Linked DNA regions of Danio rerio: region 1 is linked to region 2. Evidence: chromatin contacts called from public HiCAR-type data. All regions are on one chromosome and are shown on one strand. The core of a region is the stretch at or near the end of the contact, and the rest is flanking DNA. Distances in the headings are between cores, read along the strand shown. Region 1 has its middle 62 kb from the start of smad2. Region 2 holds the start of ier3ip1 (immediate early response 3 interacting protein 1).

Region 1 (3,213 bases), core at 3-2,502, 400 kb before region 2:
TTCACAATTTATGATGGCATAGCAGTCAAAATAGGACAAATGAGCTTATGTTTGTATAGGACAAATTCTGGACGTTTGTCAGTAAGGGATAACGAATGTCCCCCCTGACTCCCTGGGTACGAGCCTGTGTGGGTCAGTCTTCATTTTTATAAGAGTTTATATTTTAACATTTGTTTTACAAGCATCAAATGTGGGTCCAGATTTCTGTGTTTAAATATGCTGAATGATCATTTATAGCCCAAACAAGGATTTATTTTTATGTGCGAGTGTGTATATTAACAATTAACCTAACTACATTGTACAGTACACATTGTGAAATGTGGATATGTGATGTACAGAACTGTAAACTTTCATTGTATGACATGTTTGTGGTTGTTAGAGGTACATTTTCAACATCTTTAAGATTTATCTTTTAGCATACATCAGGGTTGTTTAAAACTGCTTGTGGAGTGCAGGGTTTAGCACAAACATACCATACCTCCCTGGAAGTTCCAAGTATTCTTGAAGATTTTAATTAGCTAGATTCTGTTTTTTTATTTTAGGGTTGGAGTGAAACTCTGTAGGATTGTACACCTCTGGAATAGACTAAATGGGTGGATTCATTCAGCCATTCATATTCTATAGCTCTGGTGCCTAGATCTGCTCCACTGTTCTGCAGGGTTTATCTTCAAGATGAATTAAGTGCACAATAACCAGTTAATCAGGGTCTGAAGACTTCCAAGACAGGGTTTTGGTACTGGGTGAGAGGCAAAATCAGCAAGACATTAGCCCTACAGGAGCAGGATTGAACACCCTTACCTAGACTAAGGCTCCAGCCAAAATTGCATGCCATCTTGCGGGAGTAATTAATTAGTGACCCCTTAAAAATATGTTCTAATTAATATAATAGTGTTTGAATGTAATCTGGACATACCATATTTGACATTTGCATGTGACTTACCAGTACCAGGCGTATGCTATTCTTATATTCTTTTCACTGGCATCATGGGATGTCAATAGGATCTATTAGTGGCATCCAGGTACATTTTGCCTACCCTTATGAATACTCTAGATTTGAACAAGCTTCTGTGTTTGGTTGGTTTTATTCTGATGTTGGATGCAGCCTAGTTTTGTAATAACCCTTAGACCTAGTTTAGCTTGTTCGGGTATGTTTAAGAGGGCCTTGACTCTCCAGGACTAAACTCACCAACCCCCCTGGCACTCCTGTATTAGTCATTAAAACATGTGTTCTTTCTTTGACCACCAGAGGGTGCCAGAGCTTTAATAAAGAATGCTTGTGCATGTGTTGACAGTTCAGCTGCCCATCAAACATCTGGTGGTATGCTCTTGTTTGCTTCATTTAAGTACATAATGATGTTAAGTAAGGTTGTTTGATCTTCTTTTCGAAGTGCAACTGCTCTCCATTGTTCAGCTCCTAACTTTTTTTTTTTTTCTGATATTGGATGCAGCCTAGTTTTGTAATAACCCTTAGACCTTGTTTAGCTTGTTCGGGTATGTTTAACAGGGCCTTGACTCTACAGGACTAAACTCACCAACCCCCCTGGCACTCCTGTATTAGTCATTGAAACATGTTTTCTTTCTTTGACCACCAGGGGGTGCCAGAGCTTCAATAAAGAATGCTTGTGCATATGTTGACAGTTCAACTGCCCATCAAACATCTGTTGGTATGCTCTTGTTTGCTTCATTTAACTACATAATGATGTTAAGTAAGGTTGTTTGATCTTTTTTTCGAAGTGCTACTGCTCTCCATCGTTCAGCTCCTAACTCTAATAAAACACCTGAACGCAGTGTATTTCAGTAAATGTTATAAGTCACTGGCCTTTCAGAAGCAGGTTTTAATATAAAACACAAAGACCTATAACTGCTAATATGTATATCCACTGGAAAAAGTGATAAATTTCTCTAATATCTCTAGCGAAAGTGTTTAAGCCATCTCACTCTGAATCAACGTCCTTACCGATGGTTGGGTCTATGGGGGCCTTGATGTTAGGCAGGACCACATAGATCCAATCAAGTTGCTAAAAGCTCTGAGATGTATCACAGCATTCGTTAATCATTTCTCTCCTGTTAAAACCCCTCTTCATAGTCAGGATAGGCACTAAGTGGTTTCTCCAAGTTTCACCGTAATAGTTCATAATTTATGTAGCATTCGGTCTTGAAGTTGCATCTGGTTTGGCAGCATTTCACGGTGTAAACCCTGGCGGCTCATTAATGTGCACCAGAAAAACATTTCCCAAAAATGTATATTTATTTACAAACTGACTTACTGGAAATGTCTTCTGAATAGGCCTATTGGGTTTGCAACTTGTTTGATTTGAATAGGCATACAATTGGAGGATGCAGTCAATGTAGTATTGAAACAATGGAGGTCGTTTATTTTACATTTTTGCATTTGGCAGACTCTTATGATCCTGAGTTTCTGTGTGTTCAAGGTATATGTTTTATCATATATGCTTTTCCAGTTAATCGAACCCATGGTCACTTCCATGCAGAGTTCAGCTGGCTTTGTGTTAAGTTTAACCTGGAGGGGCCAGGGTCATGCAGAGTTTAGCGCCGACCCTAAACAAACTTTTTTACTGAGTACATTGAAACTTCTAGGCAGGTGTGTTGAGGCAAGTTGAAGTAAACTCTGCAGGCACCAGTCCATGTTTGGTGACCCCTGATCCATAATGTCAGCATAACTCTGATTTTATTTGTTGCAACCTTGGAAAGGAAAATCAGACAATGGTAAGGTTGTGGGTTTGATTCCCTATTAGTACCATTATCTTATGATTAAGCTGCAAGATCTAGGTATTCAAGGTTAAACAATTAGGTCTAACTATCAAAAATGTAAGCATCTTAATGTTTTCCTTTTTGGTATTTGTCCATGTCAATGCAAGCCAATGTCATGGGTTCAATACCTATGGAAAGCCTGACAACACTATAACGTGTCATTCATTCCCTTGAAATTAAATCCAGGATCTTGCTGTTGTTTGCGCTGTTTTGCTATTCGAGATACAGGAAGGCCATTTTTCACTTAACCTCTATCCATAATGTAAGTATGAGACTGTTTTCCATTCTTGGGCCAGCCGCTCTGAGCCTTCTTGGGTCTCTTCATTCACATGATTGGTTAACTGTGAGATTTCTTTGCATATAATACCTTACCGACCCTCACAATACCTCCACCATCTTGTGCTATTTTGCATGAATCACTCAAGAGTAGACCTATTGTTA
Region 2 (3,245 bases), core at 86-2,585:
ACTGTGGGGGAAACCGGAGTACCCGGAGGAAACCCACGTGAAGGCAGGGAGAACATGCAAACTCCACACAGAAACGCCAACTGAGCCGAGGTTCAAACTAGCGACCCAGCGACCTTCTTGCTGTGAGGCGACAGCACTACCTACTGTGCCACTGCCTCGCCCCTGTGTGAAACATATGCTAGATAATTTGGCGGTTCATTATGCTGTGGCAACCTCTGATTAATAAATGGACTAAGGTGGAAATAAAATGAATGAAACTTGCCGTAGTGTATGTGTGTGAATGAGTGTGTATGGATGTTTCCCTGTAGGGCCGTGTGATTGAATCGCAATCGCAATTTGAAACGTCATGATAAACTAATCTCAAGAGGCTGTATTATGAAATATAATATACATAGGTATTATATATATGCAGGGCATCTGCTACGTAAAAATTTGCTGGATAAGTTGGCTGTTCATTCCGCTGTGGCAACCCTGAATTAATAAAGGGACTAAGCTGACAAGAAAATGAATGAATGAATATATGCAAATGCATATATACAAATGCAGGACTGCGTATGCGTGTGATAGCCTTACTAGCCAATTAAGTGAACACACTTTCGTTCTGCCCAATCAGAATTGCGCAACCGAACTAAAACAAACAGGAAAGTGCGGACAATTGCGATAATGTTGTCTCCTGCTTCAGAAGCATTAATAGACAAATATCTAAGAAAAACAGGACATCTGTAATATGGGAATATTTTGGTTTCATTGTCAAAGTCCAAAAAACTAAAAAAATAAAAAATAAATAAATAAAAAAACAGGTAAGTTTTAAAAGCTGTTGCCACGGCTTACAGAATACTGACCTGAAGTTTGACTACAAAATTACATTACAAATTGCAATATCTGTAACAATTACATATTTTTACATATTTTTCCCAAAGCCCTATTTCCCAGTATGGATTGCAGCTGAAAGGGCATCCACGGTGTAAAACATGTTGAATGAGTTGGCGGTTCATTCCACTGTGGCGTAATAAAAGTCAAAGGAAAATGAAAGACTGATCCATAATCCATGTATAAAGCTATTATATCCTGCATATTATAAGCTAACAGTGTCTTAGTGAAATAAAATAATGCCATAATTACTTTCCATAAGCAAAGAATACAGCAATAGGTCCTAAAAAAAGAAAATATATTTTCAATTATTCCGCTATTGAGGATATGACGCAGTGTTTGGCTCACACACAGTAGCCTACATGTATATAGAAGCAGTTGTACTATTATAATAGTTATATAAGAAATATATAAGTAATATAACATTATGCTTTACCTATAAACTCCTGTCAATCAAATCTTCCGGCGGCGCGCGTATGACGTGAGTTTGTTCGCGACGCAAGCCCTTGTACGTCAGCACAGTGCCAACATGGCGTTCACACTGTACGCATTGATTCAAACAGCGATATTATTCACAAATGCCATCGCTGTTCTTCACGAAGAGAGGTTTCTCAGCAAAAGTAAGTTATCGTGAATGTATTCAAAAAAGTTTGACGTTATGTTTATTTTGTAATTTAAATGCATGCGTTGCCATCTGGTTTGTTAGCTTGGAGTTTACGTCTCCAAATGGGAAGCAACCTAACGTTATGGAAATAAGAGGATGTTTGTTATTTTTATTGGCGGTTAGCTCATAATTTTTTTTTTGATATCAAGTGAACGATTTAGAGTTTGTTATTAAATAGTTCGCCATTGATTTAACTAATTTTATCTCCACCTGTTTACAAGTGTCAAATAGTTTGACTAAATCTACGAATGAATTGCTTTAACGTTAACGTTACCAATAACATTTTAGGTGAAATAAAACTAGACATCCTATTAGCATATCTCAAAGATGACAGTGACAAAAATGAATGTACAGCTAATTTTTTTTATTATTATTATTGTTATTATTATTATTATGCTTTACATTTGTTACTTATTTCTTAATGTCAGTTACTTAACACATGACAGAATTGAAAATATTATCAATTACAAAAATTAACTTCATTTGGCCCCCTCTCACTCATTCCTTTTACTGTTATTACTGAACTATTTTAATAAATATACTTGAAACAAGAACAACGAGACATTTGAGATAGGGGTAAAGTTGGTTTTATATTCACACATTCGTTCATTTAAAAGTCTCTATATTGTTTACCATGTTACTTTGAATATTTGATCGAAATTAGCATGCAAGTGTGACTTGAATACAATATTAACACTTTATTTCACTATGAACATTGTTGTACTTTGATAGTCAGTGGCTACTAATATGATTTTGCGATTTAGAGTTTGCTAATAATACTTTCATAAAATTATAGTATTGAGGGAAAAGTCTGAATGTGCGAATATGAAACCAACTTTACCTCTATCCATTTTAGCATCTGTATTAAATTAAATATACAGAAGTGATTACAAATTCATACTAAGCTTATTAAATGCAAGTAAAGTGCAACAAGTAAATGTTTAAACAACTTGTACAAACAAATATGTGAACATAACATGTCAAAATATGGGTGAAATATATAGTGTAATATAGCCTGTGCTCATTTAAATGTGCAAAGGAATCATCATACTATAGTAATACTATGAAAATTAAAAAGAATTTTGGGGTGCCACTAGGATTTTTAAATATGTTTTAATATGTTATTAATCAAGTCATTGTTTTATGTATAAGCTGTTATACTTAACCTCTGTATTACTGAAAGAAATGTAGTGGTCATTTTCTGTAAACGATTATGAGTAATGTTTTATAGCTTTTTTCCTAAATGAACGAATGAAGGATAGTTAATTACAGTTATAAAGGTGACAGTGTAATGTATGAGGAATCATTTTTTAAAAGGTTTATTACACTTTTTCTACTTGTTTCTACTTTGATTCCTGTTAATTTACATGTTTAAATATACAATTAAATATATTAACTATATAATAAAATATAGTTATTATAGAATAATACACATCATCACTGTCAAACTTTTAAATAATAAACTTTTTTTTTTTTTTTTTTTAGTTGGCTGGGGAGCAGAGCAAGGCGTTGGAGGATTTGGAGATGATCCCGGGATTAAAGCACAACTTCTAAACCTTATTCGCTCTGTCAGGACAGTCATGAGAGGTTTGTTCATTTATAGAGTGCTAATATTGAAGTTTACTACTAATCATTCCCCATTATTGATGATGGATCACCTGTAGGGCTAAGCAATATAACTTAATTATACTGAGTTTATTATAAAGTGATT

Evidence for each region. HiCAR-type assays count read pairs that join an accessible place to other places.
Region 1: a contact with region 2 is called in a HiCAR-type map of caudal fin, with 8 times the contacts expected there. The contact joins the enhancer-like site here to the promoter of ier3ip1 in region 2. A contact is called at or near these places in 7 of 18 Hi-C or Micro-C datasets (caudal fin, embryo, fibroblasts and 1 more) and 2 of 4 datasets of contacts at active chromatin or transcription factors (caudal fin and embryo).

The regions. Positions count from the first base shown.
Region 1 is chr10:17,145,795-17,149,007 of GRCz12tu, reverse strand. No RefSeq gene overlaps it. Among named protein-coding and RNA genes, the nearest start is that of smad2, 62 kb to the left of the region's middle. Within about 2 kb of position 1,252, at least 3 of the 62 cell types and tissues checked have an H3K27ac peak or open chromatin away from gene starts, as enhancers often do. A contact at or near this core is called in caudal fin, where this site is marked.
Region 2 is chr10:16,747,396-16,750,640 of GRCz12tu, reverse strand. It overlaps ier3ip1 (immediate early response 3 interacting protein 1), which reads left to right and starts at 1,335. Exons shown (of 3, transcript NM_001252373.3): 1 at 1,335-1,490; 2 at 3,020-3,121. The coding sequence starts at 1,400.